Linked DNA regions of Oryctolagus cuniculus: region 2 is linked to region 1. Evidence: chromatin contacts called from public Micro-C data. All regions are on one chromosome and are shown on one strand. Each heading gives the region's core, a stretch centred on a gene start, on an enhancer-like site or on the middle of the called end of the contact. The rest is flanking DNA. Distances are from core to core; before and after follow the strand shown. Region 1 overlaps PLCG1 (phospholipase C gamma 1). Region 2 holds the start of PLCG1 (phospholipase C gamma 1).

Evidence for each region. A called contact is a pair of places that touch in the nucleus more often than the background predicts.
Region 2: a contact with region 1 is called in a Micro-C map of ear pinna, with 1.8 times the contacts expected there. The contact joins the promoter of PLCG1 here to the enhancer-like site in region 1. A contact is called at or near these places in 2 of 6 Hi-C or Micro-C datasets (ear pinna and skin fibroblasts).

What each region holds. Positions count from the first base shown.
Region 1 is chr11:17,765,957-17,772,493 of mOryCun1.1, forward strand. PLCG1 (phospholipase C gamma 1) reads right to left here. Exons shown (of 33, transcript XM_070051835.1): 26 at 5,833-5,929; 27 at 5,480-5,704; 28 at 5,247-5,395; 29 at 3,160-3,274; 30 at 2,883-3,044; 31 at 2,701-2,795; 32 at 2,414-2,601; 33 at 1-2,240. The coding sequence ends at 2,198. Among named protein-coding and RNA genes, the nearest start is that of PLCG1, 33 kb to the right of the region's middle. Within about 2 kb of position 1,820, at least 3 of the 8 cell types and tissues checked have an H3K27ac peak or open chromatin away from gene starts, as enhancers often do. A contact at or near this core is called in ear pinna, where this site is marked.
Region 2 is chr11:17,800,661-17,806,759 of mOryCun1.1, forward strand. It overlaps PLCG1 (phospholipase C gamma 1), which reads right to left and starts at 1,629. Exons shown (of 33, transcript XM_070051835.1): 1 at 1,614-1,629; 2 at 1-268. The coding sequence starts at 159.

The sequences.
Region 1 (6,537 bases), core at 570-3,069:
CATGTTCCAGAACTCAGTAACCAATGAACTCTGGGGTCATTGCCAATAAAGACAACACAGGTGGGCCCCAACTGAAGGGCCAGCGGACTTCCTCCTTCCCTGATTAGGAATGTTTTCTCCCTGGTGCACAAGAATCTGCAGTAGGAAAACATGGATCATGAGAGCCCAAGTTCCCTCCTCCTACCCCCTCTCTGAGCAGAAGCTGTAAAGCCCTGGGAAGAAAGCCCCAGGCCAGCCAGAACCTGAGCACTGTGGCTGTCAGATCCAGTTCAGGGCATCACATGCAACATTTAAAAACAGAGTGGTGGCCGGCGCCACGGCTCACTAGGCTAATCTTCCACCTGTGGCACCGGCACCCCGGGTTCTAGGCCTGGTTGGGGTGCCGGATTCTGTCCCGGTTGCCCCTCTTCCAGTCCAGCTCTCTGCTGTGGCCCGGGAGGGCGGTGGAGGATGGCCCAAGTGCTTGGGCCCTGCACCCGCATGGGAGACAAGGAGAAGCACCTGGCTCCTGACTTCGGATCGGGGCAGCGCGCTGGCCATAGCAGCCACTTGGGGGGGTGAACCAACGGAAAAGGAAGATCCTTCTCTCTCTCCCCCTAACTCTGCCTGTCAAAAAAAAAAAAAAAAAGAGTGGCATCATCTTTGTCCAACTCTAGCACAAACCACTACAAAAACAGAACTGTGGGAAAAGGCCCTTTCCAACCAGTGCTCCAGGCATGGAGATTTGGGTTCCGAGTTACAGAGGCAACCAGAGTGGCACCTGGCAACACACCCTTGAAAGCTTCTTGTCTGAAACGACAGGTTTCTGTAGAACCAGAAGAGGGTGCTGGTCGCTCCTCACCCACCATCAAAGCCGGCTGGAGCGTGGATTCCAGCAAGGAAATGCATGCTATCCAGTCACACTGGCAGAGGACAGGCTGGGAGAGAGTGGCCCCATGTCTAATGTTAGCCCAGAGGAAGGGAAGACATGCTGGACCCAAGAAGCTTCCCGAAACTACTTACCTGCTTCAACCGCTGAATAACTACTCAGGGACAGGCCTTCCTGGGCTCCCCAAAAACATACAAGTTAAAGGAAAAGGGACATGAGGATGATTTATTTGGCAGTCAGATTTTAAGAGGGCAAGAGAACTAGCAAATGGCCAACCCAGAGCCCAGCCACGGGCAGTGGGTTTGCGTGTGCTGGATGCTGGCTGTACTATGAGGCACCTTTGCGCCCACGGGCCTGGACCCGTTTCTGTCCTCAGGTGGGGGCTGCCTTTCCAAACCTTTCCATCTTATTTGTGACTAGGCAGAAGCTGCAGTAATGCGGCAGCTCCATCCTGCACCTGCCTGTCTTCACACCTCCCCACGAGACAGGCAGCTTCTTAATCCCTTTCTCATTCCTAAGAGAAAGCACACCGAGTCATCTTTGCCTTAAACAACAAACCCCACCAGAATAGGCCTGGCTGCGTCCTCTCTGCCCACCTGCTCCTCCTCTCTGAGCACGCCTCTCAGCTTCCAAAACAGCTCTGCCAGCGACCTGCCGCTCCCCTCTCACAGGAGGAGACTGAGGAGGAGGAGGAACTAACTCAGCTACAATACCACTGAGAAGAAAAATAATACTGCTATTTTTACCATGATCCCCTGTTATCTTTCAGGCTAGGTGGTATCCCCAGCCGTGGGCGATGTGCCCTTGTGCTGTGTCCTCCGCTCGGGCTGGGCAGAGCCCTTCCCCACACAGGCCCTGCATTCCTCTGTCCTGGCTGCAGGGGTGTCTAGCTTCTTACCCTGCCCAGCTGTGGTTTTAAAGCTACAGGACAATGTAAACTTTGTTTCCTTGGCCCAGCAAGGCTCCTCCTTCTTCTCCACTCTTGAGAACCTCAGCGGCTCCTTGGAGCCTCCTGTGCTGCGGGCTGAGGCAGCCACTCCACGGGGCTTCGGCTGTGGTCCTGGCCCCACATGATCGAAGGATCCACCTCCAGAAGTCAGAGCCAGATGTGTGTGCTTAATGCGAGACCCACTACAGTTTTTGCCTTCACCCAGCGCTGGGCTTGGAGGCCCCAAACAGTACATCTCATTAATGGCTTGGTTGTCTAGCATTCCCTGCTGGAATCCAGGCTCCAGGCTGCGAGACCAGGAAGGCTGCTCCGAAGAACCCAGCTGACGGCGCTCCACGAGGCGCACACCCCTGCTGCTCTCCAACAAGGCGGGAGCACAACTAGAGGCGGCTGTCTCCATTGACCCGAGTCCTCCTTGGGGCCCTGGATGGAAGAGAACGTCCTTGCTTACAATGGGAACTTGTAGCCCAGCAGTGCAGCCCCGACGCAGACAGTTACAGCTTTTCTCCCCAAGAGAAGCAGACAACAAACTGGACAGTCTTCCTGGCTGCACTGCCCCTCCCCTATGCTGCCCACTGCCCCTCTGCCTCCCTCACCTTCGTTCTCGACCATCAAAATGGTCTGCAAGATGCTCCTGGGAAATGCGGAAGTCCTCAAACGGCTGCTGGTAGCGGGCTTCAAAAGAACCTTCTCGGGCTCTGCCGTGAAACAGCTGGCCTGAGGCATCTGAACCCCGTTCCCGCAGAGACGTGCTACCAAAGGGACTGAGGTCACCATTCTCCTGCTTCAACAAGGGCCAGTGCACATTAGTCAGCGACAGCCCTGCCTCTGGGGAGGCCGCTGCCCGGCTCTCCGCCCAGCCCAGGCAGGCTACCCTACTTACTGCTACCTTGGCAGGGAAAATGTCGATCTTGATGAGCAGAGAGGCCAACTCCAGGTCCTCACTGTAGTTGTTCTTCAAAGGCACTGCTCTGTATCCTGGGAGGAGCAGCACCGGCGTTCAGCCCAGGAGAGAAAGCAAGGGCCCAGCCTACCCACTAGAACATTACCTTGAAGGGACCTCACCTGTCTTCAGGCCTTTCACTGGGAAAGTAGCCTGAGCCAGGAAGTTCTGGTCACTGAACATGTCTTCTTCATATACCACAAAGCGCAGGAAGGCAAATTCAGGGTTGCTGATCTGGAAGTGGAAGGGCTTGGCGGGCCACATCGGGTTCAGTCCATTGTCCACTGCAAATCAGAGCAGACGGCTTCAGGCCCCACCCTGAGAGGACGGGGTGAATGGTGGGAAGGGTCCGCAAAGCCTCCCAAAGGAGGAGGTTGTACCTGGAAAAGGCAGACCTACCCACAAATTCTGTCTTCTGCTTGGTACTGTCATACTCTGCTCCAGCCACCTCAATCTCCACGAAAGGACACACAATGCCTCGGCCATTCTTCGGCAGATGCCGAGCCCCCAGCACCTGTGAGACAGCCAAAGCTGAGGCCAGGGTTGTCTTTCCTTTTACCCCAGGTTCCCAGGGGAAGGCACAGGGTGAGCAGCTGTGAAGTGGAGGCAGTGTGCCCTCTGCTGGCCACCAACGATGCTGCCTTTTTTTCTTTTTTTATTATTTGACAGGTAGAGTTATAGACAGTGAGAGAGAGAGAAAGGTCTTCCTTCCACTGGTTCACTCCCCAAATGGCCGCTACGGCTGGCACACTGTACCAATCCAAAGCCAGGAGCCAGGTGCTTCCTCCTGGTCTCCCATGCGGGTGCAGGCGCCCAAGCACTTGGGCCATCCTCCACTGCCCTCCCGGGCCACAGCGGAGAGCTGGACTGGAAGAGGAGCAGCCAGGACTAGAACCTGGTGCCCATATGGGATGCCGACGTCGCAGGTGGAGGATTAACCAAGTGAGCCACGGCACCAGCCCCAACGATGCTGCCTTTAAGCCCCTTACTGAATCAGGGCCCTAACAGTGGTCCAGGGGAGCTGCTACCCATAAGTCTTTTTTTTTTTTTTTTTTTTTTTTACAGGCAGAGTTGTTAGAGAGAGACAGAGAGAAAGGTCTTCCTTCTGTTGGTTCACTCCCCAAGTGGCTGCTACGGCCGGCGCGCTGTGCCGATCCAAAGCCAGGAGCTAGGTGCTTCCTCCTGGTCTCCCATGTGGGTGCAGGGCCCAAGGACCTAGGACATTCTCCACTGCACTCCCGGGCCAAGCAGACAGCTGGACTGGAAGAGGAGCAACCGGGACAGAATTCAGTGCCCCAACTGGGACTAGAACCCAGGGTGCTGGTGCCGCAGGCGAAGGATTATCCTAGTGAGCTGCGGCGCCGGCCTACCTATAAGAATTTATTTGAAGTTATCTTAGCTTTAGCCAAAAATTTTTTTTTAAATTTATATGGGTAAAATCTGTAAATAAACTGATTTAAAGTACATTTTAGTTGACAAATCTATTTACACAGGTATACATGAGAATGCATCTCAGTTATTTTACAGATCATACTTACAAACTACACCCTTAAGTCTGCTGTGCATGGCTAGCCAAAAATTTCATGTGAAGTTTGTAATTTACTTCGTATGACACCAATATATATATATATATATATATATTTTTGACAGGCAGAGTGGACAGTGAGAGAGAGAGACAGAAAGGTCTTCCTTTGCCGTTGGTTCACCCTCCAATGGCCGCCACGGCCGGCGCACCGCACTGATCCGATGACAGGAGCCAGGTGCTTCTCCTGGTCTCCCATGGGTTGCAGGGCTCAAGCACTTGGGCCATCCTCCACTGCACTCCTTGGCCACAGCAGAGAGCTGGCCTGGAAGAGGGGCAACCAGGACAAAATCCGGCGCCCTGACCGGGACTAGAACCTGGTGTGCCGGCGCCGCAGGCAGAAGAATTAGCCTAGAGAGCCACGGTGCCAGCCTACCAATATCTATTTTAATATGGAAGTCTTTCAAATGATTTCTCCTCATCAGAGTAGCAGGATGTATACCTCATGTTACCCCCACTCCTCCTTCCAGATGGCTCAGGCCTCCCGGACCCTGGCCCCCACAAGACTGGGCTGGCTCCAAATGAGTGAGGAGGCATGAGGGAGCTGATGTCTCGCTCAAGCCCAGTTCTGGTCGGGCTCCACAGTGACCCCAGCTTCCTGCCTGTCTTCTGGGCTCCAAAAAGGGACCAATTATCTCAACTGCTTCTGCCCTTTGCCACTGGCAACTCATTCCCAGCAGGGGTCTGTTGCTGACTCCCCCTCTCAAGAAGTCGTCTTGCTCCAGCTTCAGCAGAGCCCAGTTCCAGTGTTCCTCCCCAGCCAAGTCACAGAAACGCCGCACTCTGCTGGTGTTCTGCCCCTCCCCATTCACACCAATGAGCCCCATTCTTGGCAAGCTCAGCATAAACGTTCTTCAGCCGGGAAGCCCCTTTCCCACCCTAAGCCCAGATAAGCACCACCCACCTCAATGCAGATGGCACACGGCTCTAGCCCCCGGAGGCTGCTCTTGTCGAATGGATCGAAGGCCTCATCCCGCATGGTGTTGGGCTGCAGCACGTAGCCACAGTGCCCACCAGCCATGAAGAGGGCCTGGTTCATCTGCATAGGCTTATCTGCAAGAACCACATTTGGATTCAGTACATTCCGGCCCAGATGCCGCATGACACCCCCTCCATCCTGTCCAGAGGCCTCCTCACCTGGGGTCTGGAAGTTGAGGGCCACCAGCTGACTGCCACAGATCCACATGGGCAAAGGGTCATAATTAGAGGAGTCTAGTCTCTGGCCCTTGGGGTAGATGCGGGAGAGTTGCAGACGGTTGTACTGGAGGAACTTCTTGCCTTTGGCCTTGTTCACATATTTCTCAGCCTTGGTTTCCGGGAAGGATGACATGTCCCGATAGCAAGCTCGCTCTGTGCCGATTTCTGGGCCAAATAGGAAGAGTTTACAGGGCCTGCCCACCCAGGCAGTGCTGAGATCACTAAACACCCCCTTATACCCCTATGGCAGCCCCCCAGGCACACACATCCCCCTCCCGGGCCCCGGCCCTTACTCTCTTCATCGAAGGGAACAGGCCGGCAGTAGACGACAAGCTCAGACAGTTCCAGCGCGATCTTCTTCCTCCGTTCCATCATCTTCCCCTCGGTGAGCTGGTGACACACACAAGGCCCTGTAGCCCCAGGCTAGAGCCCTGCCCAGAAGAAGGAAGCCCCTGGCAGCTTTGGGCACATCCACCTGCACCTTCAGATCCCACTGGACTAAACAAGGGCCCTCTGCCATCAGCCCTGAATCACCCTTCCTATTCTCTGTGCCCAGGACGCACGTGCTTGCAGGGGCGTCCTCACCACCACCCATGTCCCAGGAACCCCAAGGCTGGCTGGCTGCACTCCCCAGATGCTTTCTGATCATCTAGTATCTAGCCTCCTTCCTGGCCAAAGTGCTACCTCCTGGGTTCCCAAGACTACACTGAGGACTGAGGCCCCTGGCTTGGCCTCATCCATGCCCAAGTCTCCACGCTCCAACACAGCTATCTACTCTCCGTTCACAAGTGCCTCCTTCCCACCTCCCTCGTTCCCGGAGGCTCTCCTGCTCCTGTCTCTCTTGGTGGCTCCTGCCTTTTTTCCTTGGCTGCACAGACCTGGGAATCCAGCCTTTCAATCACCTTCTAATCCGAGTTCTCACCCTTCCAGGGTACACCCGTCCCTTCTCTGCCTGGCTCAAGGGTGCGTTCACCAATGCACTGGGGGTAATAGGCACC
Region 2 (6,099 bases), core at 379-2,878, 35 kb after region 1:
GACCTGGAAGGTCTTCCGCTCGGGCCGCTGCGACTTCTTGGAGTAGAACAAAGTCATGACGGTGCCCACCTCGAGGCTGCGGCAGAGGTGCAGCACCTCGGCTTCCGAGGGCGCGCCGGGAGCGCAGCCATTGGCGCAAGGGGACGCGGCGCCCGCCATGGCTCCGACGCTGGGGGCGGCGGCGGCGGCACAAGCCGGAGGAGCCGGGAGCAGGAGGAGGAGGAGGCGGCAGCTGAGGCGGCCGGCGACCGGGACCCGGCGGCGGCTCCTGCGGGCGGACACGGGGCGGAGCCTAAACACCGAAGGCGGGGCGGCCCGAGGATCCGCCCCGCCCGCGCGCCAGGAACAAAGGCGCCCGCGCGCCCGTGGGGAGGACCCCCGCCCCCGGCCCACCGCGCCTGCGCCCCGCGACCCCCGGCCAGGCCGCAAGCGGGGGCGCGGGGCGCCATGGTACGCCCCGCTCTCAAGCAATCCGTCCGTCGCTCGGCCCCGCAGAGCTTCCTCACGCGACCCCGGCAGGGCGCGGGGCCTCCACCGGCCCCGTCACGCACGGCAGCCCCGCCCACAGGCTGCAGGCCCGCGACCGACCGGCCCGTCAGTCAGGCGCTCGTGCACGCGAAGCCACCCGCCCACTGTCCCGCACAGGCCCGACCGCAGCCTCCGCGCCGCCCGCACAGCCACCTGGAGAAGATGTGAGGGTGCGACGCGCCCCTCGGGTCCGCCTGGCCAAACCCAATTACCTGGGCGAATTGCCCGGCGGAGGGAACCGGGCCAGGCCGGGCCGCCTCACACCCGCGGCGGCGGCGGCGGCGGCGGCGGCGGCGGAGGCGGGTTCTCCGCGCGCCCTCTTCGGGGAGGAGTGGGGGCGGGGCATCCCGAGGATTGGTCAGCGGGCTCTGATGGACAGCGTTCTGTCCCGCCCCCTCCCCCTGCCCGCGCAGAGCTGGCCCACAGGCCGCCCTTGCGAAGGCGAACCCCACGTCCGTCCTGCCCTTGCGTAGGTGCCCTTCCTCGGAGAAGCGCTTCGGGCGTGAGCATCCCCCGCAGGGCTCGTTAAACCCGCGCCCGCGCTGTCTGGAGACCTGACCTGTAGCCCCCAGCGGCCCTGTCTCTCTCCCTCTCTTGGCGTTGCCCGTTGCTCCTCGCCCTCGTTCCCCACGAGGCAGGACGCAGGTCGGATCCGTGAGGCGGGCTCAGGCCCTGCCTCACACCCCTCCTGCAGGTGCGCTCCTGAACTTTGGTTTTCCTGACCTCGCTCTGGACTCTGTCCTGGGCCAGTACCCATAGCGACCTGACTTCACGCAGTGCGCCGGTACCAGTGCCTCCACCTCCACGTCCCACTGTCCGCACCACGTTGCTACCTAATGCGGCTGCCTCACCCACACTCCCACACGGCTCCCCAGCCTTCGCTTTCTCAGAACATGGCACCAAACTCCTCTCGATTGCATAAGCCAAAAACCTGGCCAGTAACCTCGATTCCTCTGTCTGCCCCAGGTCAGATCCACCGAGGCCTGTTCACTTTGCCTGCAAGCCCACCAGGCCGTGGCCTCTCTCACCTGCGTCTGTTCTCCATGTTTAAATCTTTTAAAAGAAATAAAACCATGATCACCTACCTCTGGTCTACTATTCTCCCGCCCTGAGTGGCACACAGCAGGTTCTGATGGGCCTGGCCCCTTCCTATCTCCTGGCTTCTTCACTCTCTCTCCTCCCGTCAGCAGGCTTCTGTCTGGAATCATTCACCCTCTTCGTCTTCCTGAATGCTGTGAAAACTGAGGACATCTGCGGTCATGGGGAGGCATGCCTGACACGTGTTGCGCCAGGTGCTGCATTTCAGAGAGGCGCGGCCCAGCAGAGCTTTCCGGAGAAAGATCCAGGTGAGTTGGGATTTGTGAGGACAGGAGAGCATGTGTTCAGGCAACCGCACCCAGTACTAGGTGTGTGGAGCTGCCTCTGACTATCTCGCGGTGGTAGTAACTTGCGTGTGTGTGCATGCTCCTGCACTTTTGGTTCCTTCAAGTGTGGCCCCTAAGGCTCACAGCACTAGGCTCCTGTCAACTAAGGGCCAGCGGGGGAGCTGAGATGGACTGCCACCTAGTGACAAGCCTTTGAAGTGGGAGGCAGGCTGATCCTGATCACACGTGGTCCTCATAATCACCCTCTAATCAGGGACACTGGTCCCCAGTTTACTGATGAGGACGTTCAGAGAAGTTCTACATGACTTACCGAGCGGCCACGTCACTCACAACTGGGGACTTGAACCTATCCACCTCTGTTTTCTGCCTCACAAGAGGGCCTCTGGCTTAGGTAAGTCCTGGTGGTGAGCAGTCAGTGGGCATGAGGCTAGATGGCTACTGGCACAGGGAACCTGGCAGAACATTAGTGGTCAGAGCGTGGCTTGTACTCAAAGTGCCGCTGTCGCTGAGCTGCGAAGCGTGAGGAGAACAGGAGATCCAGCCCAGCCCCTCGGGGGATTAACAGACCTTAAACAAATAAGCACTCTGTTCTGTAAAGACACTTGTGATGAGGGCTCCAGAGGAAAAGAACAGATGAAAGAAAACACAGTGAGGTTGCCAGTGCGGCAGCTCACTAGGCTAATCCTCCGCCTGCGGCGCTGGCACACCGGGTTCTAGTCCCGGTCGGGGCGCCAGATTCTGTCCCGGTTGCTCCTCTTCCAGTCCAGCTCTCTGCTGTGTCCCGGGAAGGCAGTGGAGGGTGGCCCAGGTGCTTGGGCTCTGCACCCGCATGGGAGACCAGGAGGAAGCACCTGGCTCCTGAATCGGCGCAGCATGCCAGCCATAGCAGCCATTTGGGGGGGTGAACCAACAGAAGGAAGACCTTTCTCTCTGTCTCTCTCTCTCTTACTAACTCTGCCTGTTTAAAAAAAAAGAAGAAGAAGAAAAGAAAACACAGTGAGGAGGCCTCCCTGTGGCTCCGCAGAGGTCAGATGGGAAGGAGTAGGTGGCTGGGTGAGCTGTTAAAAGTTGATTGGAGGAAGGTACTTTCCAGGCAGGAGGCCAGAAAGAGGTGGTTAAGTTTAGTGAAGGCTGGAGTTTCTTCAGTGAAGGAGAGTGTGTGGGGGAGGGGTGAGCAGTGAGTAGAGCCCCTCCCTGCCTGTCTGGTCTTGTCCATTTTCCTATGAGGCACCTAAGTGCTGCAGTTCTTTCCAAGCTTCCTGTGCCAACTGCAGCGACCTACAGGCTGTGATGCGCCTTTGAAATAGGTTCCTCTCTTCTGGGAGCTTCCCAACATGTAGCCCCAGGCTTCCGTGCCTTCACTCTTGCCTCTGTGGCAGGACCCCAGGGGCTGCCAACAGGAGCCTGAGTTTTCAGTCTGCTGCCAGACTTTAGTCACTGAACAGGGTCCCATTTTCCTCTTGGGACTTCTGGGCCAGCATCCCAGGGCTCAGGTGCCTCTTGCCATCAGAGGAGGTTCAGGAAAAGCAGGGCACACAAAGGGTGTGGCTGGGGTGTGGGCTTCCCCCAGCTCAGCATCTCTCTGGGTGTGTGGGTGTTGCTGGCAGTGCCTGCAGCTGCACTGTCTGAGAGGAGCAGCCTTGCACCCACACAAGGCACACGCCTGTGACATCATCCAGGCTAGCCTTGCATGGGCCTATTTCTGCTAACACTCATGCTTCAGCATGCCCTGGCCTATATCACGCCTGGGCCTGGAGCCTGGGGAGAGTCCCAGCCCTCTTCTGGCCCTGTTGGCTTGGCCTTGCAGCTGTTTTTTTGTGGTGGTTGTTGTTGTTTTTTGTTTTTTAAGATTTTATTTGAGAGGTAGAATTACAGAGAGAGAGAGAGAGAGAGACAGAGGGAAAGGTCTTCCATCTGCTGGTTCACTCCCCAAATGACCACAATGGCCGGACCTGAGCCGATCCAAAGCCAGAAGCCTCTTCCAGGTCTCCATGTGGGTGTAGGGACCCAAGCACTTGAGCCATCTTCCATTGCTTTCTCAGGCCATAGAAGAGAGCTGGATAGAAAGAGGAGAAGCTGGGACATGAACCGGTGCCCATATGGGATGCAGGCTCCGCAGGTGGAATCTTAGCATATTACAACACAGCGCCGGCCTCCCAGCTGGTTTTTAATAACCGTTCAGAGCAGTGGTTGGCATATAGTAAACACTGCATATCTGCTTTGTACATATTGTCTCATTTCTTCCTCATTACAACTGTATTGGACAAGTGTTCATATTATTCCCATTTCACAGGTGAAAAACTGAGGCCCAGAGGAAAGTACGAGACATGCCCGTGGTCACACAGCTAATGGGTGGCAGAGACAAGATTAAAACTTAGTCTGGTTCTTGAGTCAGTACTATGCTGCCTCCCATATATATGGACAACATATTGTGTACCCTCACAATACGTTTCCCAATCATCCCTACCTAATATGTTTTCTGTTTTTCACGAGTTTGTTCAGTGTTGTCACAGATGGGTTCTTTGGGAAGCAGACTCTGACAGGTTAGTGTGCAGTGTCTATCAGCGAGTGCCCCTGGGCCCAGCGCTTTGGAGGGGGACAGGAAAGGGCATAGGGAGAAATGAAGTTGCGAGGCAGCTTTGCCACACATCTCTCTGCAGCTGGGGTACTCTTGGGCTGGTAGCTAAAGGTTTTCTGCTGGCACCTCACTCTGCCCACCACAGATGTATTCTTGTCCAGACAGACCTTGAAAGGAAGTTTAGAGTACTTAAAGAACAAAAATACCGTTCTTTGGAAATGGGATATGAGACCTTGAGGAGGACTGTGCAGTGGTTACATGGGTTAACATAGCTGTGGCAATTGAGGATCCAATGTGGCTGAACTTCCTGGTAGCCAAAGCAGTACCTCTTTCTATTCTGATAACCAGTTCCTTGAGGGTAAAAGTTATCCTGGGGTTGAATTACAAAAGTTTCTCATTTGGATGCTTCCTTGATTGAAATAGTGGAGAATGTTCTCAACAGCTTAGTTACAAATGCTAACACAGTTTTCATTTGTCCTTTGAAATGCCCTTGAGTGAATAAGGAAAGCATAATATAAAAGTATATCTCAACAGAGCCCCTTCCAGTGTCTAATTTGATTGATGCATAAACCTATGTTCCTTTTCTTCCAACTGTTCTTTAATTTCTTTTTTTAAAGGTTTTTTATTTATTTTTATTTATTTATTTTTATTTTTAGACAGGCAGAGTGGACAGTGAGAGAGAGAGACAGAGAGAAAGGTCTTCCTTTGCTGTTGGTTCACTCTCCAATGGCCGCCGCAGCCGGCATGCTGCAGCCGGCGCACCGCGCTGATCCGATGGCAGGAGCCAGGTGCTTCTCCTGGTCTCCCATGGGGTGCAGGGCCCAAGCACTTGGGCCATCCTCCACTGCACTCCCTGGCCACAGCAGAGAGCTGGCCTGGAAGAGGGGCAACCGGGACAGAATCCGGCGCCCCGACCGGGACTAGAACCCGGTGTGCCGGCGCCGCAAGGTGGAGGATTAGACTAGTGAGCCGCGGCGCCGGCTCAACTGTTCTTTAATTTCTACTGTGCCTTTTGCTTGCTGTCTGTATGGTGACCCTCTCTGGGCTGGTGAGCCAGCCTGCACCTCATCCAGAACTTTCTAAGTACTTGCCTCAGTGCGCTTTGAGCTGCACCCAAACCTGCTCTTTAGGCTCTCGACCCCTGGCCCCAGCATCTCCATAGGCCTAACACTTCTTCGGACATGCCCTTCTGCTTTCTTCTTCATTTGGGATGTGTGTAGCTCAGTCCCTCAGGAGTCCTGTTTTCTCTTGCTCAAGGCAAACCTCATGCCTGGCCCAGCCATTCCCAGGGAATCTGCTCACTCCAGACTTTTGCTACCTCCATGCTGATGGGACTCAGAGAGGCTCTCCAGCTGGGTTCCAGACACCCTTACTCCTGGGGTGAGCAGACATACTGTAAATCCTTCACTGAAAGAAGAGGGAAACCCTTGCCAATCAGTGACTCAGGAAGGAGCCAACGTGCTTTCTCCTCTCTCTTCTAGCAAACTTCCCTGATCTGCCTCTGGAGCACTTAGCACAGCTGCATCAGACCATTCCCTACTGCAGTACAGGCACAGAAATGCCAAGAGCCAAGGACAGTAGAGTGTGCTAAGGGCTCCTGGAGCACTA